4 separate regions of the Mus musculus genome follow, and regions 2, 3 and 4 are each linked to region 1. The links are chromatin contacts, called in public ChIA-PET and HiChIP or PLAC-seq maps. All regions are on one chromosome and are shown on one strand. The core of a region is the stretch at or near the end of the contact, and the rest is flanking DNA. Distances in the headings are between cores, read along the strand shown. Region 1 holds the start of Tsen54 (tRNA splicing endonuclease subunit 54). Region 2 holds the start of Otop3 (otopetrin 3). Region 3 holds the start of Unc13d (unc-13 homolog D). Region 4 holds the start of Trim65 (tripartite motif-containing 65).

Evidence for each region. ChIA-PET counts read pairs in DNA pulled down with a chosen protein or histone mark. HiChIP or PLAC-seq counts read pairs in DNA pulled down with a chosen protein or histone mark.
Region 2: a contact with region 1 is called in an H3K27ac HiChIP or PLAC-seq map of T-cell acute lymphoblastic leukemia, with 9 times the contacts expected there. The contact joins the promoter of Otop3 here to the promoter of Tsen54 in region 1. A contact is called at or near these places in 1 of 15 datasets of contacts at CTCF or cohesin (large pre-B cells), 6 of 115 datasets of contacts at active chromatin or transcription factors (T-cell acute lymphoblastic leukemia, bone marrow-derived macrophages, embryonic stem cells and 3 more) and 3 of 9 other capture datasets (embryonic stem cells, liver and pancreatic islet).
Region 3: an RNA polymerase II ChIA-PET map of memory CD8 T cells shows a contact between it and region 1, with 6 read pairs. The contact joins the promoter of Unc13d here to the promoter of Tsen54 in region 1. A contact is called at or near these places in 1 of 39 promoter capture datasets (liver), 1 of 115 datasets of contacts at active chromatin or transcription factors (memory CD8 T cells) and 1 of 9 other capture datasets (adipose tissue).
Region 4: a FOXA1 HiChIP or PLAC-seq map of pancreatic cancer cells shows a contact between it and region 1. The contact joins the promoter of Trim65 here to the promoter of Tsen54 in region 1. A contact is called at or near these places in 1 of 484 Hi-C or Micro-C datasets (the N1E-115 cell line) and 1 of 115 datasets of contacts at active chromatin or transcription factors (pancreatic cancer cells).

What each region holds. Positions count from the first base shown.
Region 1 is chr11:115,812,654-115,816,208 of GRCm38.p6, forward strand. It overlaps Tsen54 (tRNA splicing endonuclease subunit 54), which reads left to right and starts at 2,086. Exons shown (of 11, transcript NM_029557.1): 1 at 2,086-2,166; 2 at 2,262-2,426; 3 at 2,522-2,585; 4 at 2,674-2,757; 5 at 3,045-3,143. The coding sequence starts at 2,111. It overlaps Caskin2 (CASK-interacting protein 2), which reads right to left and starts at 939. Exons shown (of 20, transcript NM_080643.2): 1 at 861-939.
Region 2 is chr11:115,333,392-115,336,611 of GRCm38.p6, forward strand. Otop3 (otopetrin 3) reads left to right here and starts at 1,340. Exons shown (of 7, transcript NM_001347647.1): 1 at 1,340-1,511. The coding sequence starts at 1,493. It also overlaps a transcript of Ush1g not described here.
Region 3 is chr11:116,076,101-116,079,437 of GRCm38.p6, forward strand. It overlaps Unc13d (unc-13 homolog D), which reads right to left and starts at 1,861. Exons shown (of 33, transcript NM_001009573.2): 1 at 1,845-1,861; 2 at 1,348-1,561; 3 at 652-687; 4 at 342-449; 5 at 170-229; 6 at 8-74. The coding sequence starts at 1,461. Wbp2 (WW domain binding protein 2) reads right to left here. Exons shown (of 8, transcript NM_016852.3): 8 at 2,471-3,337.
Region 4 is chr11:116,128,811-116,132,414 of GRCm38.p6, forward strand. Trim65 (tripartite motif-containing 65) reads right to left here and starts at 2,318. Exons shown (of 6, transcript NM_178802.4): 1 at 1,776-2,318. The coding sequence starts at 2,195. It overlaps Mrpl38 (mitochondrial ribosomal protein L38), which reads right to left. Exons shown (of 9, transcript NM_024177.3): 9 at 3,007-3,320. The coding sequence ends at 3,184.

The DNA of each region.
Region 1 (3,555 bases), core at 836-3,335:
AGGGGCCCTGGCAGCAGGAGACACTGGTGTAGGCAGGGCCAGCAGCCCATTCTCCACAGCCCCAGGCTCTGACACCCACAGACAACAGGCGGGGCCGGGAGGTAGGGCCTGGGAGAGTGGCACGGGCAGATGGTAGGGGTCACTCCCTGTCCAAGGTGTCTGCAGCACACTCCTCACTACCAGGTCCCTAGAGGGTGGACTGGGTGCTTATGTCCCTCACTTTCTGGGGGAGATCTACCTGTTGGATCGGAGAGATCTACAGCACCTGTTGCTAATCCTTTCTCACTGCGTCTGTGGTGGGAGAGAGCAGCTGGGTAGAGATCCAGGACAGAGAGCTTGGACAGGCTGGCCAACTACCTCCCAAGCCTGAACCTGAAACCCCAACTCGACTTCCCGCACAAACCCTTAAGTCAGTTCCTCAGTGGCGGTGATTTTGTTGCCAGAATCTTGTGGCAAGAGACTCGTGCAGGCCTGGGGGCCCAGGTGGGGAACCACTCATTCCTCAGAAGTTCCAAGCCCAAGCCGGAGGGCACTCCCCCTCAAAGCCCGCGACCCGCACTGGGAGAGAGTGCTCCTGGCAGTGCCTGGGGTCGGCTGGCTCCCCCTCCCCTTGGAATGCCCCTCTAGCGCGGCGCAGCTCCCCGCAGCCAAGCCCAGATAAGGCCGACCCCGGGAACAAAGCGGCAAGAGGGACCCGGAGAGTCAAGCGTCCGAGGAATAGATAGAGGAGAACGAAAAGGGGGGCTCGAGGAAGGCGGAAGGAGCAGAGAGATGGAGGAGCCCGCCGATCAGACAAGAAAAGTTAGTTTGCGTCTGCTCTCAAGGGTCCTGACCCCTGGCCCGGGACCCGGCAGTCTCACCTCTCCCGGCCGCCCCGCCGGGGGTCCGGCTGGCTGTGCTCAGTCTCAGGCACTCTGGACTCTGGTTCTCACTGTCCCCCGCAACCCCTTTCTCCTCCTTTCCAAGGCCGGCTCGGCGCCTCCCGCAGGAAATCCCGCCCCTCCCCCCTCCCTCCCGCCGGATCGGGAGCCGGGGACCGTCCTGGCCGCACAGTTGGATTGTCAATCAACACCCTGGTCCCCGCCCCATCTTCACTAGGCCCCGCCCCCGCCAGCCAGTCCAGAGCCGAGCCACTGGTTGGATCAGCGCATGCGCGCAGGTGAAGCTGCTTAGGGGTGCAAAGTGGCGGGTGAGAGGCGGGGTGGATGAGGTTTCGTGCTGCTGTGTCCTGTCCGGGGATCCCGAGAGAACTGGGTTCTGGTCTAGATCAAAAGGTGAAGTGTGAATGTATAGGAGAGAAAATAGGATGTTTTGGCAGTTGAACCTGAGGACCCCCCCCCCCCACTAGGGGTGGGGATCACTTCCTCTTTGCCCCATCCTTTCCCGGGTTGCCCGCAGCGACCTTCGTCCACACTCAGAGACCTATAGCTGCTGGCTGGAGCAACGGTGCCACCTAGTGGTGAGCGTCAGTGCGACTCAGGATGTCACGGCGGGGACCCCAGCCTCGAGGAGGTGCTTTCGGAGTCTGGGGTGGCGATTCAGCACCAGTGTGAGCCGGACAGCGCCTCCACCCCTGGCCTTTGAACCCTGCTTCAGAGCCCCTAAGAAGAGATTTTTTTTTTTTGGCCCACCGTGAAGGAACTCCATAAGTCTTTGGTCCACTCCTAACATTCCCATATGGCCTCCAGTTTGCAAAGCTGGTGTCTGGGGGCTCACTGCTCTCCTCTCTCTACGCATCTCTTTCCTGCTGGTGGTAGGACACAAAGACATTCAGGGCTGCAGAGATGAGAGTAACATATTTGATTATCCATGCTACATCCAGTAGCCAGGTAAAGTTATACTAAAGAAGGGAGGAGCCCCCAGAAGCGCTGGAAACGGAATAGGTGAGTTTTTGCACATCTGGAAACCTGCACATCGAGCTGGGTCCCGCGGCCCGGGGTACACGTGTGCCGACAGGTGTTAGGACACACACGGGGCAGGTAGGAAGGCGCGAGGCTCGAGGGTGGCTTTATGATCCCGAGGAGCGAGCGGGTCGAAGGCGCTAGGACCGCGCGGAATGCCGGGGTGGGCGGGGCTTCGCGGTGCGCGCGCAGCCGCAGACAGCGGCCCGATGGAGCCCGAACCCGAACCCGGGTCGGTGGAGGTTCCCGCGGGGCGTGTGCTCAGGTGCTACCCGGCCCGGGGGATGGCGTGGGGTGCGTGGGACCCGGGAGCGAGCGGGGTGGCCTCTGTGCTGATCACGTGTTCCCGGCTCTCCCCAGCGCCTCGGAGCTCCGCGCCGCGCGCTCGCGGTCCCAGAAGCTACCACAGCGGTCGCATGGCCCCAAGGACTTCCTCCCGGACGGCTCGGAGGCCCAGGCGGAGCGGCTGCGCCTGTGTCGCCAAGAGCTGTGGCAGCTGCTGGCGGAGGAGCGCGTGGAGCGCCTGTGAGAGGGGCTGGGCCGGGCCGGGTCAGGCCGGGTGGGCGGAGGCCGGGGACTGCCCGTGCAGACCGAGACGCCCCTTCCCCACTCCTCGCCAGGGGCAGCTTGGTGGCCGCGGAGTGGAAACCAGAAGAGGGCTTTGTGGAGTTGACGTCTCCTGCGGTGAGCGGCCCGGGCATCTCCGCGGCTGGGGGACCCCCTTCCTCTGTCCGCTTAGCTGCTTTGTGACACTTGGTCTGCTGCCGCACAGGGGAAATTCTGGCAGACCATGGGCTACTCAGAGGAAGGACGGCAGCGACTTCACCCCGAAGAGGCTTTGTATCTGCTGGAGTGTGTAAGTGGGGTCCTGGAGGCGTGGGGAAAGGGGTCCCGACTAATGGAATGGGAAGGATACGGTTTGGTGGACCAGGAGGAATTCAGAATTATGTTTTCAGTGAAGTTATGTGTGGACTTTGAGAACAGAAGAGGATACCACTGGACAGCGGGAGTTCTAATCCTCTCATTGTTTGTCCTGGTCATGCAGTGATGCTTGAGTGTGTGGGGAAAGGGTCAGAGCCAAGAAGGTGACTGGCTTGGGCACTGCAGGAAGGGTACACAGCTAAGCTCTTGGTCCACTTCCAGGGTTCGATTCAGCTCTTCTACCAAGACCTCCCACTGTCTATCCAAGAGGCATACCAGCTGCTGCTGACAGAGGACACCTTGAGTTTCCTGCAGTACCAGGTATCTGCCTCCCAAGGTGACTCTTATTTGCCAAGTCAGTGAGTCCTGACAGGTGCCTTTGAGGCTTCGAACACAGAGCCACAAGCCAGGGCTGTAGGTGAGACAGCCTGTGATCACACGGGCTTATATTCAAATGGAGACTGTCAGGTTTGGGGGATTTGTATTGTTGATAAGTTATTAAACAACACGTGTGCCCAGAAGAGGAGATAGACTTGAAAGAGTGAAATCTCCTTTGAGGATGGTATTTGCTTATTTATTTTTAGTGCTTCTGGGAAGTGAAGCCAGCAGCCCATGCCTGCTAGCAAACACTCCAGCACTGAGCTGTATAGCCCCTACCCTCTTGTTTATGTTTTGAGATAGGGACTTTCAAAATTGCACAGGCTGGCCATGAACTCACTCTGTACCCCAGGCT
Region 2 (3,220 bases), core at 90-2,589, 480 kb before region 1:
TGGTGTTTGTGTGTTGGGAACATTCAAGGTCTCCTCTCCTTGCCATTGAGAAATACACAATGGATTGTTGCCAGCCATTATTACCCTCCTGTGCTATAGAATCACAGGAGGTAATCCTCCTGCCCGACTGAGCCTAACCCCATTAACCCTAAGCAGCAGTTTTCCTTCTCAGGAATGTGAGGGTCATGAGTATCACAGGAACATACTGTAGGAATAAGCAGGTGCCCCCAGCTTAACAGGAGCTGGGAGAGTCCTTACCTCCCTGGGCTCAGCTTGGGGTCCTAGAGGATGCTCTCCAAAGCCACAAGACTTCTGCACGGCCACAGCTGTGTACTGAGACGGAGGGAGGTGGGAGTAACACCAAAAGCTAGAGGGGTCAGAGTTGGTTTTGTGTTACATCGAGGTGGTTTTTTGTTTTTTTGTTTTTGAGACAGGGTCTCATGGAGGGCAGCTGGCTTCTGACTCCCTGTGTAGCCAAGGATGACCTTTAACTCCAGATGGCCATGCCCCACCCAAGTACCGGGATTGCTAGGGTGCATTGCTAAGCTTGTTTTGTTTATTTAAAATTTTTAAATTATATTTTAATGTGGTGCGTGCGTGTGCGTAGTGTATCAGTGGAAGTCAAAGGACAACCTGCAGCATCAATTCTCTCCCTTCACCTTATGGGTCCCAGGGATGGAACCCAGGTCATCAGGCTTGTTGGGTGCCTTTACACATCTCACAGGCCCGGGAGATTGGACGGAACCAGAAGGGAGGGAGAGCCAGGTGGGAGTGATGACATTTGGGGGTGAGAACAGGAGACATCGGCAAGAAGTCCATGATCTTTAAGGCTGTAAAGACTGATGGGGATATAAGGGAGAGAAAAAGGGGAGCCAAGAAGCAGACGACCAGAGAAGGTCCTGAGGACTACCTCCTCCCGTTCTGCCCCTGCCCCCCAAATCCTTAAACACCATCTCCCACCTTGGGTGTCTCCCACTCCAACTTCAGTTTCAATGTAAGACCAGGAGATGATTCTGAGAAGCCGCTTTGGTGCTCAATCAGCTAGACAGGGTGTAGAAAATATGTGACCTGGACCCGGAGAAGAGAGGTTCCCATTCACAGCTCAGCCGCCACAGGCAAGTATGGACTGAAGCCAGCTCGCTCTCTGTTCGGACCTGACGACTAGGCACCCCATTCCACTTGGGGGGCTGCCCCCACCCAGACCCTGCAGCCGGCGTCCGCCACGCCTCCTGCCACGCCCTCCCGCCTCTCTGCCTCGTCATTGGCTTCACGACTTGTGCCCGAGCCCCCACGGAGTAATTAACGAGGGATTAATGAGATTCCCAATGTCAACAGAAAAATCGATGGGCCTTGGAGCCCGAGCGGCGACTGCGCAGTCTCGCGGGGGGGTCGGAGGGAGGAAAGGGCGTCGAGGCATCTGTCTCAAGGCACCTGGGACCTTACCAAGACGGAGGATCCGCGCTGCAACCCAAGAGGTGGGGAGCCCGCGACCATGGCTTCGCAGACTTCAGGTAGGATTCCTTAGCTTGAGCTGGGATCTCCACCACCCCCTCCCCCCCCACCCCGAGCGCCCGAGGACAGCTGACTGAACCTTTCCTGGAAGCCCATCCTCACACTCACTGCTCCAAAGTGGGGGTTCATGAGTCAGGCGCTCCAAGGATTGGACAGGGCAGAGTGAGTGGGACGACCCTAAGCTCTTCCCTCTGTGTCACCCCAACTCTGGCTCTGCGCCTACATCCTTCTCCCTACCTCACCCCTGGGTTCAAGGGTCCTCACAGCTCAAAGAGGGTGCCCAGGCCTGAACGAAGTCAGAAACCTGGATATATAGTTGGCTAAAAGAATACTCAAGCTGCCTAGGCCTCCCCCAACCTGTTGCTCTGAACAAAATCCCGAAGTTTCCCTGCCAGTGCTTTGCAGCCTCCCTCGGAGCACCGGTCCCATGGCCCCGACGGTTCATCTCCTTTCTCATCTCCTTTCGTTGGCTGCCTCTGAACGCAGCCCATAAACCAGTTTGGTGTCTAGGACTTCTCTTGAACTGGCATCGTGCCAAGAGGCGTGCCAAGGGTGGCAGAGTTCTAGTTGGTTCCAAGTGCGTTCGTTCTAGCTCTTTTTTTCTGGACCCCTTGATGCTCACCCTAACACCTAGCATTGGCCCCCTTGATAACCGCTGGTAGAGCACTGAACCAAGGAACAGGGGAAACCACCAGAGTGCCCTTTGAAGGGAGAGGACCTGGAACTCGGTTCTCCACTGTCTCCACACTTCCAGTTCCCAAGGCCTGCAGTCTGAGCGAAAACTCCAACCCTTTAGTCCCTCTAGGATCTTGATCTATAGGAAGGTTCATGCACTTCTATCGGGCATGGCTCTTCGTGTATGTTCATGCATCAAATCGCTAAAGTCTGACAAAACTCTTGAGGGTAGGTATCATGTATCCATTCTTTTATTTATTCATTCAATAACTTGTCGGGCTGGAGATACAGCTCAGCGGTACTGCACTGGTCTAACATTCACAGAGTTGGGGTGAAGGGGGAGGTCGGGGGAGGGGATGTCGGGATGGGAACTAGATGGAGTGTGAGGGGGTGAAACAGAGAGAACCAGGCATTAGTGTTCCATAGTTGCTCATCCACTTCACTGAAAGGACTACAAAGGATCCAGACTACAAAAACTAAGTAGCTTAGCCAAGATCACAGAGATGCTAAATGCCATCTGGGCTCTTGATCAGTAGGGGGTGGGGAAGGAAGGACAGAATGTGAGGAGGAGGAGGTGGAGCCACCAGAGCTGGCAGAAAAGGGGCAGGGAGGTGTCCTGGGAGCTTTACCTTGCTCAACCTGGGTGAGGGATGCAAAAGATAACCATCTGGAACGCCTCCTCAGCTGCAGAAAGATGGAACGGGTTAATGAGCAGGGTATCTGTCCGCAGCTCTGGTGCTGAAATCCCCCCAGGAACAGCCAGAGTCCAGGGTACGCTTTTGGTGGGCTTTAGGGCTGTGCTAGACTTGGAGAGTGGAGTGGAGTAGAATCTCATCTCTGCCCAGAGGCATCCAGATCTTGAGAGGACCAGCCTACGATGGTGCACAGTCACACTCAGCAGAGGGGTGGCCCACCAAAGTAGCCACGAGTCTGCTTGGACAGAGGGAAGGCTGCCATATGAAGAGGCTTGGTGAGAATCATTGGTAGCAGCGGGCAGGCAAGAGAGAAAGAACAGCAGAAAGAGCCCAGAGAC
Region 3 (3,337 bases), core at 611-3,110, 260 kb after region 1:
CACTCACCGCTGACATCTTTTCCCAGAATACCCTTGGCCTGTTTCACTGTGGCCTTCAGGCAAAATACTGGCTTCTGTAAGGATGGGAGGGGGCTGCCTGAGTTCCCCTGAGGTGACCAGCTTTCTTCCCGCGCCCCTTCCTCAACCAGCGTGCCCGGGACCAGTTTACCTCGAGCTCCCTGACGCGCCGCAGCATCTGCTGGTGCTCCTCAGGCTGCACCTGGAAAGCCTGAAGGGGGCAGAGGTGTGGGAGGCTGGGGAGGGGACACAAGGTGGTGGGGAGAGAGGGCCGAGCCTTGGCTCATCCTAGGAGGATGGGTGAGGGTGGAGGCTGGGTTTACCTCCTGCAGATAGCTCAGCAGTTCCGAGGCCTCCTTCACATGGTTGGGCTCTGGCTGACCCAGGCGGTGCAGGACAGTATAGAGGGCTTCCTCATACAGCAGGTCCCGCTGAGACATAGCAGGGTCCCATCATCACCCAGAAGCCCTCCCTGAGACCCACACCTCTGGCCCAGGAAAAGGGACAAAGTGGCAGATGTCCAGTGAAGGTTGAGACACAGCGTGTTCTCTACCAGGCTGCTGCATCCTCAGACTCTGGGGGCTGAGGGGCCTCCTCCATCATCCCCCACACTCTCCCAACATCTCCTCTTACCTCCTCTGGGGAGAAATGGTGGGACTGAACCTGGACCTAGGAGCAAGGTAGAAAGACACGGCGTCCCTGGAGGCCTCTCCAGCCAGCCAGGAAGGGCCATGCCTAAGACAGTGGAACCCCAGCACCTCGGCCTCTGGGCCGACCATGTCCCTCACCTGTTCCAACATAAGGCTCTCTGAAGGGCTGACCCCTGGCCCATCTTGCCCATGCCCTGGCCCGCCATGCCTGAGGTCCATGAGTGTTCAGGCCCAGCTGTGGGCTGTTTAGCACCTGCCCCCCTCTCCTTCCCCAGAGGAAACAGCAGTGCTTATCAGACGGCCACCGGCTCCTCACCCCAGCAGCGGAAGTGAGGCCTAGCAGCAGAAGTGGGTGAGTTGGGGGAGATGGCAGGCATGTCTTTGCTAGCTCAGAGGGGACCCCCAGGTAGCCCACTGTCATTGGAGATAACTGTTTCGTGGGGCTGGAACCTTCAAAGCTATAGGAACAGGGTGGGCCTGGAGTACAAGCCCACCAAAAAGAAGGGACTGGAGAAACCCACCGTGGCTCTGAGGATACTTGGTGGACCCCTCTGCCCACCCACAAGTACCCCCAGGGCCGTAGAGGGCAAGCGGGTGGGGGCCTGCCTCCCACATCCAAGCCCCACTACTACTGAGCACCCCCGGGCTGGCTCTTGCCCCTTCCTGCAGTCACTCCTACCTCCTGGGTGGCTTGGGGTGGTGGATCCTGCAGGTCTCTGACCCTGCGGCGCCTTATCTTGATGGCCTGGCGCAAGAGTGGACGCCGCTGGGGGTGGGAAAGGTGTGTCGCCATGGTGGTTGGCTCTGCCCTTCACTCTGCCACCCCCTGGCTGCGGCCGGGTGGAAACAAGGAAGCCGCAGGGTGATGCAAAGGGCCCCCGGGCTACACTCTGCTGGGGAGGGTGGAGGAAAGGAAGGGTCAGGGTGTCACTGCCTTGGTGGGGCCTTCTCCAAGCTCCCAGCAACACCCTTCAGCCTTCATCCCCGCCAGATCTTCCTCAGCCAGGAGAAAGTGGGCACAGTGGGCAGGCAAGCCCCACCCACCGTCCCACGGAGGCTCTGGGGAGAGTCCAGAGCTCCTGGCAACGGGTAAGGCCAGGCTAAGGCCGCTGCCTGCTTCAACTATGCCTGGACCGGGGAACCCACCCGCCCACCGGAGACCTGTGGTGTTCTCACCCTAAGGTTTTCTGAATGGGCCCCAGATCTGGGGCAGGGTGGGGCAGGCTCAGGGCGGTGGCTCCAGAGAGGCTAGAGGCAAGAGGCGTTCCTCAGCCAATTGCTCAGCCTGCTCCACCCCACAGGTGACATTCCAGGCAAGGGACAGAACTACTTTGTGTTAGCCAGAGATGGGGAGGAGAGGAGATGAGGCCTCGGAGCAGTCTCTGTGCGTGGGAGCATTTTGATCTGGGATCTCCCACAGCTCTCTGGCTCACTGTGAGTGGGGTGCAGGTCCGGCTTAAGGACTGCCATATTCCACCGTCTTCTTTCCTGGGTAAGGTGGCATGAAGGCACACACTGTGGTAGCCAGCCCAGCGACCCTCCCTCGTAGAAGTCCTGGCACGCCTGTGCTCAGGAGGGGAGCGGGAGGAGCAGATGGGACACAGGCCTCGTCCTGGCCCCCGCTGGCAGTGGGTGGCACAGACACCATCCCAGGCAGGTGCAGGGGCGTGGGGGCTCTGTGGGAAGGTTGAGAACCAACCACTCGCACTGAGACGGAAACCGGCCTTCTAGCCCCGCCCCCAGCAGCCCGCAGCCCCTCCTCCGGAAGACCTCACCCTGGTCACCACACAAGAGTCAGAGAACCTCCAGTCACTTCGTTTTTACTATTTCACAGTTGTAGCAAACAAATCAAGGTGCAAACAGGGTTTATTTCACATTAATATATTAACTGGACATTTTGTGTCAAATAAATAGGAATTCTCTTTAAATAACCATCTCCTCATTTTGTGTCTGGACCAGGAACGAACAAGAGCAATTCTTAGTGCATCCAGGGGGCGTGAAGCTTACAGAGGGGCAGACTGCAGGTTAGAGGTCACATAGTTGGAAGGCCTCAGTCCCAGATCAAAGGGCCTGGCGGGACAGACATGCATTCTCTATCCCTCCTGCAGAGCAGCCCCCTGTAAAGGGGAGAGGAGAGGAGGCGAATAATTCCCAGAAACAGTAGCATAGGGGCAGAGGGGCTTCCTCTGTAACACAGTGGCTTCACCTCTGATGCCAGCCACTGGAAGCGCCCAGCAAAATCCCTGGAAGCTCTCACAAAGAACAAGGTGGCCGGGTAAGTGTGACTGGACTGACAGTCTGCTGGGACAGCGGCCTTCCAGAGCCAGGAGCACACCAGGGGTAAGGAATGTGAACAGGGTTTGGCAGGGCCTGTTGGGGAGACACATGGCTGGTCTTAGGAGCCCAAGAGATGAAGAACAATGGTCACCAGGCTGAAGGGGCTGGGCAGCAGTGAGGAGTGGCCAGAGAGTCCCTCTGTATGGGTGGGGGCTAGTATCATGAGGAACGAGGGTCACCCCGTGCTCCTGCGAGCTCCAGAGATGGTGAAAGGGAAGCTGGGAAGAAGAGCGCTGTGAGCTGAGCTAGGGCGAGAAGCTGGGACGTGCCTCTCAGAGGCCAGGAGTTCCACCTTTCTATCAGGGCTAGCTCCTGCTAACTTTATACTCAGG
Region 4 (3,604 bases), core at 1,068-3,567, 320 kb after region 1:
CGATGCTTGACCTGGCTAAGTCTCACTACCTGTTCTTACTCCTCCCAACACCATTTTGAGTTGGGGCCCCTTCTCATTGTTGCTTTGAGACAGGGTCTCACTGTGTAGTCCTGGCTGGCCGGGAACTTTCCACATAGACCAACCTGATCTTGAACTTACAGAGATCCGCCTACTTCTGCCTCTATAGTGATGGAATTAAAGGCATGCATCACCACACCAGCTAACTTATTTTTTTTAATGTATGTGTGTTTGTGTGTGGGTTGTGTTTATGTAAGTGTGGGTCCATGCATACATGCCAAGATGCACATGTGAAGGTCAGAGGGGCAACCTCAGACATCTCAGTCTGTACCCTGTACCTTGAGACAGGGTCTCTTGTTTGCCACTGTGTGTGCCAGCCTCCCTGGCCCTTGAGCACTCTAGGTCTCACATCCTCTCTCCTCTCGAGCACAACTCTGTCCCCCGGAGCATGAGCCACCTGAGCCTCTGTGCTGAGAGCCTCTAACCTCCATACCCAGCTGGGTCTTTCCTACACTTGTCAGGGGCAGCAGTGCCTCAGCCTTACCCCTTGGGGCTTCAGAAGCTGCAGGGCTCACCCTTCAAGTCTCTGCCACTCACCCTTTGACCTCACCCTGGCCCTGTCACCAGCACCAAAATGCCCCAAGCATGTATCCTTAACCCAGCTTTCCTTCCCTCGTTGGTTTCAGCCTGCCTGTGCTAGTCTTCCACAGCCACTCAGCTCCCTCCCTTCCCATCCCTGTCCCTGTCCCTGTCCCCGTCCAGTCACTCCTCCACTCCCTGTCCACGGCCTCTCGGTCCATGCACTACAGTCCTGGTCCTCTCGCTCCATCTCCTCCGTCTCATCCCTGGTAATCTCAGCCTCACTTCTTGGCTGTGATGGCCATGGGCAAGGACATAGGCCACCATGGTACCAATTCCGTGGTCACTTTTGCCTTTAACTAAAACCTCTCAGCAGCCTGGGGCACCTGGAGAACTCTCCCTCCTGTAACTGCTTGTGCCCTGGCCGCCATCTCTACAGCTTTGTCAGGATGTAATCCCCTGCCCAACAAATTTCCACTCCTTCTAGGGATACCATAGCGACTTCTTTCACTTCACTGTCCGCATCTCTTCCCAGCTCTCAGTAGATGTCTGTGCCCCCACCCCTGTCTGTGTACCCCACACACTGCATATCCCAAACCAGCTACTCTCTACCCAACCTCAGCACACAGCAGCCCGGTCTCCCGAAGAAACCCTTGTCCTGCGTCTTACTCTCTCCACTGGGCACCGGGCTCCCACTCACTTCTCATTTCTTTTGTTTTGCAGCTGAGACCTCCTTCCTCTTACCCCTCATCTCTTACCCCCTCCACACCCCAGCTGGGGCTCAGACTCCAGAAAGCAGAAATCTGATGACATCATCACCCTGTCTCAGCTTGGAAAGGCACTGCACATCCCTAGAGGAAGAGTCACGACCACCATGCAGACTGGCCCTGCTGACTCTACATTCACGTTTTGCTGAGACTCTATCTGACCCTTGAGTAGATCCTTCAGTCTCTGAAGGGCAGAAATCACACTTACTGAATGCTGGCCACCTTAGCGAATGGGGCTGCCAGCCCTGACCTAACACTCTGGCTCTACTTTATTCAGAGGACCTGGGGAGAGCTGCGTGCAGCAGTCAGGTGCACGTGCCCTCTGGGTTCATATGGGAACCCGCAGATCCTGCTGCAGCCCCTGGCCCTGGCCACAAGCAGTTTCGGCCCTCGGAGAGGCCCTTCCCGCACCTCGCGCACGCGGCGCTCCACGTCCAGCAGCGCCCGCTCGTGGTGGCTGCAGTCGTGCACCGTGCACGCGCTGCACACGCAGAGGCCCTCCGTGCGACAGAAGAACTCGAGCGGCCTCCCGTGGCGCAGGCAGCGAGCGCTGTGGCTTGTGGCGGAGTCCCGGCGCGGAGTCACGGCGGGCGGCGCCGGCAGAACGGGCAGCGCCTGCAGCAAGGTGCTCATCTTCACGTTGCGGGACAGCTTGGCGCCCTCGGGGAAGGGCTGGCGACATTCCGGACACGACTTTTCGCAGGAACGCCATGAATCCTGGATGCAGTTCCCGCAGAAGCTGTGCCCGCAGGGCAGCGTCACCGGGTCCCGGTAGCGACCTAAGCAGATGGAGCAAGTCACCACGTCCTCCTCCAGCAACTGAGCGGCCATGGCGGAAGCGAGGCCCAGTGCTCAGATCTCTTAAAGGGGCCGAGGCTACCAGTGCGAGCACTACGTTGGGGAAGACAGTCCAGGAAGTCGCGGCAGTGCGCAGCCTGGTGCACTAGAACGTTCCTTGGCAGGGATCCAAGTCACCCTTGCTTGCCCGCCTTCTGACGCACTGGGAGCTGGGGCGCGGCTCCCTCCGGTCCACCCTGACTATTTGTGTTCCTTCCCTAGACTCTTTTTTGGGGGGGAGGAGTGGGTGGGAGGGTTTCGAGACAGGGTTTCTCTGTGTAGCCCTGGCTGTCCTGGAACTCACTTTGTAGACCAGGCTGGCCTCGAACTCAGAAATCCGTCTGTCTCTGCCTCCTGAGTGCTGGGATTAAAGGCCCAGGGCATGGTGTCTGTTCACAGCAGTAAAACCCTAAGACAGGCTACTGTCATCTCCTCTACAGCTGAGCAGAGCAGATGGGAGTTCCAGGGTCCCCAAAGGCAGTATGAATCAGAGATCACTCCTAATGGAGTAGGCAGAACTGATTTGTTTCTAGGCCTCTAGCCTCACAGTGGGGGCTCCAGGCCTTGGTGGGGGCTGAAATATGCTAAGGTAACAAGCAATCTGTTGCTAGGTCTGACAGGGGCAGGACTTTCTCCTCGAGGAGGTTCTGATCCCGGGGCTGTCTTTCACAAAGATCACAGGCTGGGCAAAGGTTCACTTTTCATGTGTACCCCCAGCTACCGGGCTGCTGGGCACCTTCTGCTCACCCACAGAGCACTAAAGCTTCACTAAAAGGGTCTGGGTGCCCGAAAGTGAAGACATATTGGCATCAGGAAAAAAGTATTTTATTCACATAGAATCGAGGCACATCCACAAGCCCCTGGGTGTCCTGGGAGAGGCCAGCATGGGACTGTCTCAGTTGGCTTCAGATGGCTCTCTCCGGAGGTGTGACCTTCCAGCTGCTGCGACAGTTCCCCCTCGGAGATGAATGTACTGAGTCTCTCAGTAGATTCCATAGGTGGGCTCATGACTGTCCCTGTATCGGTCCAGATAGCGTAGGGGCTGCTCGTGGGGGAAGCGCTTCTGTTTGGGGTGGTAAGGGGGTGGCCGTACAAATTCAAACACAGGTTCCCGCATGTCTGCAAGAAAAGTAAGGGGAGAGTGGTGGACTTCTGCTGACCTGGGCCTCCTTCCTTGCCTGTGAGGCTGGAGTTCTGCCAGGGACTTTTTTGGGTTTTTCGAGACAGGGTTTCTCTGTGTATCCCTGGCTGTCCTGGAACTCAGAAATCCGCCTGCCTCTGCCTCCCGAGTGCTGGGATTAAAGGCATGCGCCACCACCGCCCGGCTCACCCTGGCTTTCAAAGGCCATCTCCTGGCATGGCAGGAAAGGTCTTTATCCCCAGGCCTGCCTGACCACTAAGCC